Linked DNA regions of Mus musculus: region 1 is linked to region 2. The links are chromatin contacts, called in public HiChIP or PLAC-seq maps. All regions are on one chromosome and are shown on one strand. The core of a region is the stretch at or near the end of the contact, and the rest is flanking DNA. Distances in the headings are between cores, read along the strand shown.

What was found. HiChIP or PLAC-seq counts read pairs in DNA pulled down with a chosen protein or histone mark.
Region 1: a contact with region 2 is called in an H3K27ac HiChIP or PLAC-seq map of embryonic stem cells, with 5 read pairs. The contact joins the enhancer-like site here to the promoter of 1700012B09Rik in region 2. A contact is called at or near these places in 8 of 39 promoter capture datasets (the 3T3-L1 cell line, HPC-7-derived erythroid cells, macrophages and 4 more), 1 of 484 Hi-C or Micro-C datasets (CD4 T cells), 1 of 115 datasets of contacts at active chromatin or transcription factors (embryonic stem cells) and 3 of 9 other capture datasets (adipose tissue, liver and pancreatic islet).

The regions. Positions count from the first base shown.
Region 1 is chr9:14,844,763-14,851,493 of GRCm38.p6, forward strand. It overlaps the pseudogene Gm16379. Among named protein-coding and RNA genes, the nearest start is that of Gpr83, 12 kb to the right of the region's middle. Within about 2 kb of position 2,394, at least 9 of the 459 cell types and tissues checked have an H3K27ac peak or open chromatin away from gene starts, as enhancers often do. A contact at or near this core is called in embryonic stem cells, where this site is marked.
Region 2 is chr9:14,767,256-14,773,681 of GRCm38.p6, forward strand. It overlaps 1700012B09Rik (RIKEN cDNA 1700012B09 gene), which reads right to left and starts at 3,775. Exons shown (of 4, transcript NM_029306.3): 1 at 3,584-3,775. The coding sequence starts at 3,713.

The sequences.
Region 1 (6,731 bases), core at 1,144-3,643, 76 kb after region 2:
TATTTTGGCTTAGTTTTAGAATTTGGACCCCATGGCTCACTGGCTCCACTGTTTTAGACCTCTGTAGACACAGGACATCGTGGAGCTATGTGTGATGGGAAAAAACTCACTTCATAATAACAGGAAAGGCCAAGGACAAAAAATACCCTTCAAGTCATGTCCTTCATGTCCTGCCTCTAACCAAGTCTCACCTTCTAGAGTTTCTGCTATCTCCCATGAAGATGTGAAGCCATGAGTGATTAATTCATTCATGAAGATGAATGCCTCCTAGTCCTGGAAGCTCAAAAACCTCACCTTGAGACATTTGATGCATTGGAACCAAGCCTTCAACACAAGAGCTTCTCAGAGATATTTTAGATCCAATCCATATCATGAATATATAACTTTGTCCTTCAGTGTTGACTACCGGCTGTGTCCCAGACACTGGGAGAATAGCCAACAATGTAAGAGGCCTTAGCTTTTAGTCTAACATCATTTTTTTTCTCTTATAAACCATTTATTTCTCCCGGCCGGAAGGTGGGCATCGCTACCGGTGGATAAACACAGAACACTGCGTGGAGCGAGGCTCGAAGAACAGCGGTGCAGGTAAGTGGGGCCAGGACTCAAGCGAAGGTGGAACTGTTCCAGCCCACGTTGGCAGCGTTCATGTCGTAATAGTTGATGTAGACCCGGTCCGGGCTGATGTGCAGGCGACCGGACAGCAGGCCACACAGCAGCTTGCTGTAGTTGCGGTTCTGGGCACCACCGATCTTGCCGATGCTGTGCAGGCTGCAGAGGGTGCAGGGATCGTTCGTGCCGCTAAAAGTCATGAGCTGGTCCGGGACCACGTGCACTGCGATGTACTGTGCGGGCTTGCCGGTGGCCTGCGCCAGCTGCTGGGTGAGCTCCGACAGAAACCCCTCTGGCACGGAGGCGTGGGGAACATTGGTGTTCACGATGGACATAGGCATGGTGGCGAAGAGACTGCGAGCGTGGACCGGAGGACGGTACAAAGCGCGGTGTGACCCCCTAACATCATTTTTAAAAGGCTTTCCTGGGTTCTTCTGAGGCGGGCCTGCCCCAGATCACCATGAAGCCCACTAAGGTGGGTATATATTTTATTGACTAAGGGGAAGCAGATCTCCAAAACTGGCTTGGATGAATCACACTACTGTAATGACCAGAAGGTGAATGTCCAGGTCTCCCTAAGCAGCCATTTCACCATTAGCTTATTGGTGAGGAAGGACTTTAGAGCCTAGAGTCACTGGGAGCATCCTTTCACAATGCATTTCACTCCCATCAGATAATGATGGAGTATCTATCAGGTGGGCCACTGCAAACGGGATATTCTCTCCTGCTCCTCTCTACTGCTGGTGGGAGAATAAAAGGATACAGCCTTTCTAACAGGAAGTCTAACAAATTACATAAACCTCAGAATATTTCATCTCTGTTACCTGGAATTATGTGTCTTAGATTCTATCCCAGCCTCTAATTTGGACCAGTGGAAAGCAAATGAATGAAACTGGAAGGTAAATGTATGTCTCCACATGAAGTCTAGAAAGATTATATAAAAAGATTACCAAGCATTATTCACTGAAAACTACATTATTCTATAGTATCCCACAAGATTAAAATACTATCCAGCCATTTAAAAGAAGATATTAATTCCTTTTAAGTTTTAATCTTGGAATTAAACTTTTTGAGAAAAACTTGATAAGGCTGAAAATTCTTAAGGATAATATAATCCTGACGCGAAACTGATAAAATTACATTTCCATTTTATAGATAAGCATTAAAAGTACACCAAAATGTTAATGGTAAGATGGCGGAAACAACAAAAATGTGTGCACCTGACTGCAGTTGCCTGAGGAGGACACTAGAGGGTGCCACATCCCGAAGCTGGAGTTAAAGCACGTGGTTGCTGGGAAGTCAACTTGGGTTCTTGGCTGCAAGTGCAGCCATCTCTCCAGCCCTGGGATTATTTTCTTTATGTTCTTTGGTTTTTCTCAGAATCTTTTTTTCCATAAATGCTGTTTATAGCCAGGAGAAAGGCCTTTAATACTCAGACAACAGTAGCTTATGGAGAGGGTTCTAGTTTATTCCAGTGCTTCCTGAAGAACACAGTCTGTTCTGAAGAGGCTTCGCTCTCAGAAAGCGGAAGTGAAGTTAGCTCTGCTGGGCTTCTCTTTTAATAGAGTCTATTAATGTCTCTCATAGTCTTCCATTAAATGTTTAGTAAGAGCTGGCGCTGTGCGAGGCACCAAGCCAAGTTATGGTATAAAAGGCAAAGGCAGGTGCCCGCCCTTAAGAAAGCTGTGAGAGAAGTCACCTAGAATCAGCTATTGCCCCATGTAACAACTGCTGATGAAGAGGGCCAGGCGAATCCAGCCAGGGCGGGGTCCAGGGGGAGAGGGCAGGGTGACTGCAGCCAGGGCGGGGTCCAGGGGGAGAGGGCAGGGTGAATCCAGCCAGGGCGGGGTCCAGGGGGAGAGGGCCAGGCGAATCCAGCCAGGGCGGGGTCCAGGGGGAGAGGGCAGGGTGACTCCAGCCAGGGAGGGGTCCAGGGGGAGAGGGCAGGGTGACTCCAGCCAGGGCGGGGTCCAGGGGGAGAGGGCAAGGTGACTCCAGCTAGGCAGGGGTCCAGGGGGAGAGGGCAGGGTGACTCCAGCCAGGCAGGGGTCCAGGAGCTTTGCAGAAGTCACTTGCTGTTTAGAATTTTTATTTAGCAATTAAGCAACTAGGTGTCATATAAATAGTATGGTTTTTTTTCTCACATAATTTATATTTTTTATTATTCTACCCTTAATCAAAATCTCTGGAAATGTCAGGTGGATTTTTGGAATAGTCGTAACTAGTGGGCCAAAATCTGACTCACATTCTGATCTGTGTGTTTACTGCAGGATGAGCCTTTCTTAACTCCAGCATGTCATCAGGCTTCCCACACCACAGTGGCCGTTTTCAGTCCCACTGTCTGCAAGCAAGACTCTCAAGTGTAATTGCTAGAATTTGTCTTTATCGTAGCATGGATCTTATAAAATAGAAGTCTATGAAATGAAATGGAAATGGAAAAAAAAGATAACTTTTCCTTTCTGGAGCTCAGAATAAATGTTCCCCAAAAGGTATTTTTAAAAGTCTTATTAAAGCATTTTTTCAAAAGCATATGTCAAATGACAGCTATAGCTTCATCTTCAGAATGTGACTGTGCATCTGTCTGTTGGTGCTTCTAGAAGCATCCTTTTAAAAGATTGTATCTTTTAAATTATGTTTGTTCAGTGTGTGTATGTCTGTGAGCCTGTGCAGATGTCTGACTGTGTCTCTGTCTCTCTCTCTCTCTCTGTTTGTGTGTGTGTGTGTGTGTGTGTACAATCCACTGTACATGTGGAGATCAGAGGGAAACTTGTAGGAATCAGAACTCATGGTTGAACTTAGGCAAGTCTTGGGATAGAGAGTAAGCAGTTTTATCCACTGAGCCATCTCCTGGCCCCACCTAGAAACATTTTAAATAAAATTTCAATTCAGTATTAAAAAAAAAAACACTTTAATCACCATTCTTTCTTTATAAGATGCAATATTGCTCAAGTAGCTTAAAATCCTGATAAATTATCCTTTTTCAAGTTCTGAGGGTCTTATTTGAAACAAAGCACACAGCAGGAATAACAGAAGTAGAAAAATAGCTCAATGGCAATTAGCATAAAATTACAGCTGATACTGAATGAGTCAGCATGGAGCTGTGATCCCAGAAACACCCGCTCCAGGTCTGCCTTAGAGGGACTCTCTCTGCTCCATCTGAGATCTAGTGAAAAAATGTCCAAGTGCTTAACTAACAGCAGAATCTTCTAGAAGACAGAGAGGTATGTGCTTTTGAACTTTTGTGTGTGCAAAAGCATGTGTATGTGTATGATATATGTGTTAGGTATATGTATAGGGTTCATGTGTGTGTGAAGTGTGCACATGTATGGTATATGCATACATGTGTGTATATATATGCACATGGAGCCAAAACAGGAAGCCCATATTCTTGTCTGCCACTCTCCTCTCCCCCTTACTCCTTTGAAGCAGTGTCATTCATTGAACCTGTAATTCAATGTTAGTTTCTTTTTTGTTTGGTTTTTGGCTAAACTGGCAGCCAATAATTCCCAGCAATTCTCCTGTCTCCACCCCAACTTCTCATTCTGAGGGGACAGTCCTTCATAGAACTATACATGGCTTTTATGGGTGTTCAGCTATTATTCTGGTTCCCCTGAATATGCAACATGTACTCTTAACTGCTGAGCCCTAATGTCCAGGATCCTACAGGATGGATGAAGTACCAAAAAAAAAAAATTATTATACCCTGGTACTCTGCCTGCCTCAGAACACACTCTCTGCCTGGGATCTGTACTACATGTAAAAGATGGTGTCGGGAATAAGACAATTTCTGACCTGGGAAACCTAACAGTTTAGTGGGAAAAACAGTTATGTAGCCACAACAAGATAAAAACAAGGAAAATGGAATATGAGAGATTAGATCAAGTGTTAGCAAGTACTAACATAGAGGGTGACTTGCAAGCCCTCTATTTGCTGTCCTTAGGGTCTCATAATAGAGGTGTTTAGAGATTCTTTTTAGAAGAGGCCACATTAGAACTGAGTCTTTAAGAAGAGAGGAATTGCTTCCGGTTTCCCTCTATTGCAGGGAGGTGATCCTGTGCCACAGCGCTCTGTACCCAAATACTGCCGGGAGAGAGGAGATCTCCCAGGAGTACAGACACACCTGTGAGCACAGGTAAGACCACCACTTCTGCTCAAATTCATGACCCAAGAGGGACCTGCCTAGAGCCATCAGGACACAGGAACCAAGGAACAGCCGGGAACAGGATCCTTCCAGTGTCTGTCTGCACCCTGTGCCACAGCTCTCCATATCCAAATTCCACCGAGAGAGGGCTGGTCTCCCAGGAGTACACATGGGCTTGCAGGAGAGACAAGCCACAGTCAGAGACAGTAAAACCAGCAAATCCAGAGATAACCAGATGGCAAGAGGCAAGGGCAATGGCAAATACAGGAGTGGATGCTCACAGTCATCTATTGGATGGAACACAGGGCCCCCAATGAAGGAGCTACAGAAAGTACCTAAGGAGCTAAAGGGGTCTGAACAATATGAACTAACCAGTACCCCCTAAAGCTTGTGTCTCCAGTTGCATATGTAGTAGAAGATGGCCTAGTTGGCCATCAATGGGAGGAGAGGCCCTTCGTCTTTCGAAGATTATATGCCCCAGTACAGGGGAATATCAAGGCCAGGAAGTGGGAGTGGGTGGGTTGGGGAGTAGAGTGGGGGGAGGGTATAGGAGACTTTCAGGATAGCATTTGAAATGTAAATGAAGAAAATATCTAAAAAACAAAAAACAATAAAACAAACAAACAAACAAAAAACCCAGCAAGGACAAGAACATAAGCAACAGAAACCAAGGCTACTTGGCATCATCAGAAGCCAGTTTTTTCACCACAGTGATCCCTGGATACCCCAACACACCAGAAAAGCAAAACTCTGATTTAAAGTTACATCCCATGGGGATGATAGAGGGCTGTAAGAAGGGCATAAATAACTCCCTTAAAGAAATACAGGAGAACACAGGTAAATAGCTAGAAGCCCTTAATGATGAAACACAAAAATCCTTTTAAAATTACAGGAAAACACAACCAAACAGTTGAAGGAATTAAACAAAATCATCCAGGATTTAAAAATGGAAATAGAAACAATAAAGAAATCACAAAGGGAGAGAACCCTGAAGATAGAAAACCTAGGAAAGAGATCAGGAGTCATAGATGCAAGCATCACCAACAGAATACAAGAGATAGAAGAGAGAATCTCAGGTGCAGAAGATACCATAGAAAACATTGACATGACAGTCAAAGAAAATGCAAAATGCAAAAAGCTCCTTACCCAAAACATCCAGGAAATCTAAGACACAATGAGAAGATCAAACCTACAGATAATCATTACAGAAGAGAGTGAAGATTCTCAACTTAAAGGGCCAGTAAATATCTTCAACAAAATTATAGAAGAAAACTTCCCTTACCTAAAGAAAGAGATGCCCATAAACATACAAGAAGCTTACAGAACTCTAAATAGATTGGACCAGAAAAGAAATTCTTCCCATCACATAATAGTCAAAACACCAAATGAACAAAACAAAGAATATTAAAAGCAGTAAGGGAAAAAGGTCAAGTAACATATAAAGGCAGACCTATCAGAATTCCTCAAGACTTCTCACCAGAGACTATGAACGATAGAAGATCCTGGACAGATGTTATACAGACACTAAGAGAACACAAATGCCAGCTGAGGCTACTAAACCCAGCAAAACTGGCAACTAAAATAGATGGAGAAACCAAGGTATTCCATGACAAAGCCAAATTTACACAATATCTTTCTGCAAATCCAGCCCTACAAGGGATAATAGATGGAAAACAACAACACAAGGAGGGAAACTACACCCTAGAAAAAGCAAGAAAGTAATCTTTCAACAAACCCAAAAGAAGATAGCCACACAAACATAAAAATAACATAAAAAATAAAAGGAAACAACAATCACTATTTCTTAATATCTCAACATCAATGGACTCAATTCCCCAATAAGAAGACATAGACTAACAGCCTAGATATGTAAAAAAGACACAGTATTTTGCTGAATACAGGAAACACACCTCAGTGTCAAAGACAGACACTACCTCAGAATAAAGGCCTAGAAAACAATTTTCCAAGCAAATGATCCCAA
Region 2 (6,426 bases), core at 2,525-5,024:
TACATAAATAAATTTAAAAAATGGTATGTCATTCCTTAGAACCAAAAGTCTGCTTGCCCATAGGCTCTATCTTGGGATTATCTCTCTCATCACAACTTCTGATTTGGAGGAGTCATCCTTTCCTGTAATTCCTGAGTGTGTGAGGTAAGCTTCGGGATTCTCTGTAAGTATGGTGAAGAAATATATGAAACATTCTCGTTGCCTTTGTGAAGTTTTGCTTATCAACAGGAGCGTTCAGGGCTTGTGCTTTTCTTTGTTTTGTGGCAAGGTCTTCCTGTGTCTCCCAGGCAGCTGGAGAACCTGTTGAGATTACATTGTGGGCATCATTGTGCCCAGCAATGAATTCTGGTTAAAGACCTACTCTGTTCCTGACGTTTGGCTTAGGGATGAGGACAAAGTAAAGGGTAAGACAGACCTGTACCTGGATCTTGCAGTCCAGATGTAGAATGCAGTGTGTGTGTGTGTGTGTGTGTGTGTGTGTGTGTGTGTGATGCATATCCTCCAGTGAGCCTGAGGAGAGGAGAGAACACTCAGGTTCAGTCCTCCTCCATCTTCCACTCCTTTAAGACAGGGTCCCTTCTCTCTTTGTTGTCTGCCATTGCATATTGCCAGGCTGCATGTTCTGAAAGCTTCTTTCAGGAACTCTCATGCACTAGCCTCCCATCTCACCACTGGTGCATGGAACTACAGGTGGATGCTACTGTGTCTAGCTGGGTTTGAGCTCAGCTTCTCATGCTTGCAACAACAAGTGCTTTAGGCCAGTCTCGCCAGCCTCACCTCAGCATCTTTAGAGTTCACTTTTAAAGATTCCACCTGTTGACTCATCAATTAAGAACGCTTGCTACTCCTTCAGAGTACTGGCATTCCGTTTCTAGCACCTACAGGGTGGCTTGCAGCAGCCCGGAACTCCAGCTCTAGGAAATCCAAAGCCTCTTCTGGCCTCTGTGGCCACCCACATACAAGCGCACGTGAACACACTCGCGCACACACACACACTCGAAGACTTAGGACCTTTCCCCGGCCTGTGAGGATGGCCCCGTCTCTCCCTGTTGCTCCAGCCCAGGGCTAATGTTTGTGCTCAGTACCTTGTTGCATTCTTTCTATTCTTCCCAGAGATCAGAACCGTAAGAGGGCAGAAGAAGCTGTGTGCTTCCTGGCCTGGGCCAAATCTTCAGATTCACCTCCCTATACGCTTCTCCATGCTCAGTCTTCCACCCTGGTCCTCCCTCCCCTCTAATCTCACCTTTGCATGACCAGTCTCTCTCTGAGCTTCTGCCTAAGTAACTGCCACTCGAATTATAAGCGCCAGCTTTATTGAGTATCAGTTCCCTGGGGAAGCATCTCTACAACGGTCTTTTTTGCCTTGTAACCTTTCTTTCCTCTTTTGTTTCATTTATTGTCTCTTCATTTGCATATCCGCATCCAATTATTGTGTAACTGAGGATTTAGTGTCTGTCTTTTTAAAACCACCATCAATTCATAAAGGCAGAAGTCTTTCTGTCTCAGTGATTGGATGCTGAATGGAGAGTGGTATAAGAGGTGGAAAGCAGATGTATGCTTGGATACCACACTGCTACAGCTGGGTATGTCTGTCAGCACTAGAGAACAAGGGGCTCCTGTCACAATTCAACCCCAGAAGAACGCAAGGAAATTTGTTACATATTTGAGATTTGATGTTACTCTCACTAAGACATGGCAGACATCTCCTCTTATTCCAGGTTAGCCAACAGGTAGCATGAGTGTACTTGTCCCGACTACAAACTGGCCCAAACAGGATAAGAGCCTCGGACGTGACTCCGGTCCACTTCAGATGGTAAGGACTCAGATATGTCCCCAGACTCAGAAAAGTTACAACCAGGCACTTTAAGGTTCTCGTTTTTGTTTCCTAGGTTGGTCATGTGAGCAGGAGCCAGCACTGCTTGAAACTAACGGCTTTAGGCTTTCTCTGGAGAATCGCAGAAATAACACGGATCACAGAGAAGAGCTGCCTGCTCAAAGCGCAGGTCTCTTGACAGACTGCAGGTTGGCAACAGGAGAATTCACAGGAAACTGCTGAAGGAGATTTGTGAGAATGACAAAAAGCTGGAGAGGGGAAAGTCCTCCCTTAGGAAAGAGCTAGGGAAGGAGGGAGGGGGACTGGAGACAGAGGAAAGAGGAAAAGAAATGCACATACTGTGCCCTTGCTCATGCACATTTAAGTGTTGGTCAGCAGGCAGTTGTGCGCAGGACAAAGCCCAGAACTGCTGAGAACTGAGCCGCTCTGGGGGTTTGTTTTACAACAAGGGTTGCCAGGCTTCTTGACTTCTAACAGCAATTGGTGCTGATTTTTTATAATGCACCTGACCATTTTGCCTGTGTTTATTTCACAGTTGCCTGTGGGCTAATATAATTATTTATGTCTTATAATAAGAAAAGCCTGGTGTGGTGGCAGATTGATCCCTGGAGTCCCAGGCCAGACAGCCAGTCATCCAGCCATTCTAGCCTATCCTGCACGAAAACTTCAAGATCAGTAGTACATATTTTCTCAGTGAAACTTAAACCTGAGAAAAGAGAGCTGGAGTTGTCCTCTGGCCTTCATACATGCGCACACCATACACACACATACACACACGAGAGAGAGAGAGAGAGAGAGAGAGAGAGAGAGAGAGAGAGAGAGAGAGAGAGAGAGAGAGAGAGAGAGAAGAGGGCGCAAGCAGCGGGAGCCGCCAGATGCTCCTGTTAGTCCCCAGAGAGGCAATCAAGGAGGCTCTGAGCAGCCCTGGAAGCTGTTTGCACTCCTCCTTGGCCCTGTGTTTTCATCCATCTCCCTCACCAGCTGCTAAAGGATCAGGTACAGGACGCTACAAACCTGTTAGAAATATAGTTACAACTGCCTCAAGACAGTCTTTACTGATTTGAATATTGTTTGCATATTCCATGGGCAGAGGACATAAGAAAGATTGCATGTGAAATTCTAACCCAGGTAGTGATTTGGGGGTTTGGACTGCTGGAGGTGATTGTTGAAGGGTTTTAAGTATTTTGCCAGCCCTGGCTGACTTCATCTCCTTCCCCCTGCTCTGCGCCTTGGTTTTATGATCTGGGAAATGAAGGATGCCTTGTGAGGGGTGAGTGGTTCTTACCCTGCATCTCAGACAAGTAGGAGGGAGTGAACCCAGGTCCTGGAGGTCCTAGACAAGTGGTATACCACCAAGCTCTATCCCCAACACCATTAGATACATACCTCTGGGGTAATGTATTCATGGTTCCTTTAAAAAGCAATGCTGTTATCGACCAACTCAACTCAGTTGAGGATGATATCCAGCCCTTGGGCTCAGGAATTCTTGGTGAAGGGAAGATAGTCTCCTACATAGACGTTGGCCCGAGGAGATCCTGAGGGCCTAAGCTGTTCCCCATCCCTCCATGTCTGTCCCTGCTGTCACAGTAGCTTTCTGCTACTATTCTTACCTGCAAACAGCAGCTCTCCAGTTCTCCCCCAGAAACCTTAAGTACTCCAGCTAGCTCCACTTTGGGGTCTCCCCCCCTCCCCCGCCTTGTTGTCACTGGTCCCACCACTGCCAAGGTTTGAAGGTGAAGCTGAACTCACATTGTTGGCGAGACTCTTGGGGGCCACCAGGCTCAGCACGGGTGCGGCACCCCAGCCCTGCCGGCCTAGGCTGCTCCCCTTCGCGGCCCGCCTCTGAGGCTGTCCCTGCCAGCGCCTCCTGCCGCCTCATGCCACCGGGGTCTCCACGGCCTCTCAACTCCGCCACCGGCTGCTCTGGAACGCAAGGCGTCTGAGGTTGTCATAGTGACCGCAGATGCTCCGGGCCTCCAGGGCTCTGCCAATTTCCCACAGGCCCTGGGTGCAGGCAACAGCCTACCTGCTAGCAGGAGCCTTAATTCCTTAGCTACAGACCCCACGGAAAGGCCCCAGCTTTCTCAAGAGAGATGCTTCAGTTGTATAGCTGAGAGTCACAAAGGTTTGGAAAAGAGCCCGAGGCCACACAACTGTCACATGCGTGATTCAGCAAAGACTCCGAAGCCTCAAAGATTTGGTCACCACGTCCGGGTGAGTGTTAGGGTGGGCCACAGGAACAGGACCAGAAATTCCCCACTAGTCACTCATTCCATACAGTGCTTTACCAGTCACATCTAGACTTGGACATGATTCTCAACCAATTCATGTTGAAAATTCACAAGTTTGGGCTGTAAGTTACTAAATAGCTGTAGTTAGTTTACAAGGATTTTCGTACCCATAGTCTATGACAGCTCACAAAATCACCGATTTTTCAGGTGACAAACCCACAGAATTGGAAATGTGAGTCTGAAAATCGAGATTTTGTTCAAAGCAGTGGTTACCTCCGTCTCTCTTTTTTGCAGTCATTAAAAAAGTGGCACTGAGATTTTACAAAAATTAAATGTGCATTATCTTATAAAGTTAAATAATTCTACAGGGTTTTTAAAAAAAAAAAAAACAATTAAACAAATTCAGGAGACACCCTCCACAATATGTCTACTGTACCCTAGTGCCAACCACTTTCATTTTTGATTGATAATTTCCTGTAAAATGTGCAATCATTTAACCACATAAGTGGAGTAGAATCGTCTAGAAACTGACCTAACTATATGAGCACCAGATATAATAGAGGGAAGAAACTATTAAGCAGTGGAATTAGATGAAGTGGTTGCTCATCTGGAAAAAACTTGAACCTTGACTTCTAGTGAACAGTAAACTCAAACAGCAGCGTCTTAGGGTTTCCATTGCTATGAGGCACCATGACCAAGGTAAGTCATGTAAAGGCAAACACTTCATTGAGGCTGGCTTCCAGACTCAGAGAGTCCATTATCATCGTAATAGGAAGCATGGCAGCATTTAGGCATGGTGCTGGAGAAGGAGCTGAAAGTTCTACATCTTGATCCAAAGGCAGTCAGGAGAAGACTATCTTCCAGGCATCTAGGAGGAGGGCCTCTTCTGCAATGGGAGGAGCCTGAGCATGGGAGGAACCCTCTAAAGCCCACACAGTGACACACAGTGACACACAGTGACACACAGTGACACACTTCCTCCAACAAAGCCACTCTTAACATTACCACTCCCCAGAGGCCAAGCAAGTTCAAACCACCACAAGCAGATTAAGATGGATCATGGCCATAAAGGTGAAGCACCAAGACTTCTAGGCGATAACTATTGAACATGGCATGACCCTGAAGTTAGGAACAATTTCTTATACAAACAACAAAAGGCATTAACCATAAGAAAATGATAAGTTAGAGAACATAAAAATTAAGAGAGTCTCTTGATTGAAGTCAGCTATTAAGAGTGTGAGGAATCAAGTCACAGACTGGAAGAAAATTTTCTCAAAACACATTGGCCAACAAATAATGAGGACCCAGATTACATAAAGAACTCCTACAGATCAGTGTAAAGAGGGCATACAACTCAGCAAGAGATTGGAGAAAAATAGACAGATGGATACATGACAAAAAAGGAGATCCAAACAGCTGACAAGCACATGAGACATTGTCCCAAACTGTTACTCAACAGACCATGGAATGCAGTCTTCAAGGAGCTGTTACTTTCCACGTGTTAGAGTGGTTGCTTGCTAAACCAACAAACAGCAAACAGTCCAGCATCAGTCACAGGGGTTGGAAGGCGCATAGCAACTGGGTTCTCCTTCCCTACTGTTGAGCATCACCTAAGCTGGCCATAGAGGGTTAGGTAGGAGGGTTGTTTCTGTCCAGCTGGGGCAACATAGTAAGAGCTTGTCAGGAACAAAAGTGTAAATGTTAACCAGTTTGAAGAGCTAGTGATTTTTTGTTTGTTTTTGCTTTTACTAGAGAATGTAAGTACTTTGCAGTCCTCATATGAGACACACACGAACTGTGGAATAGATGCACCCAAAAGGTGCCCCAGAGTGGTCCCAGCGGCACCTTTCACCAGAGCCCCAAAGGCTCACAGAAAAATTAGAACTAAGATATAACTATCCATTATTGTGTTCTTAGAATACCATAATGAGAAGCAGCAAACTCCTTCTTTATGTAGAAATGTGAGAGATCCACAGATGTGATGTTGTACATAGTAAATTATTCCGTGGTGTAGCAGAAATTAATGATGAAGTCAGAGTAATGGACAGCTTTAGGAAAGAATAGTGGCTAGCTTTATAGCTGAGGGTGTGCTAGTGGCTAGCGTTGTGGAAATACCAATACCGAGGGTGTGCAAAGCAGGCTTTGGGGATTCCAACTGTATTTTGCACCTTGATTTGCAGGCAGCTACACAGTTTTGTTCATTTTGTATATAGTTCATCAAGGTTTCTAAGTTTGTGTCTGTATGTTATATCTCTACAAGGTAAAGATTAAGCATATTGTAGTTAACCTGAAAACTTAATAATAAAACAGTGTGGTATATTTGATCAAATAATAAAGAATTACACAGTTCTTGTTTCCTCT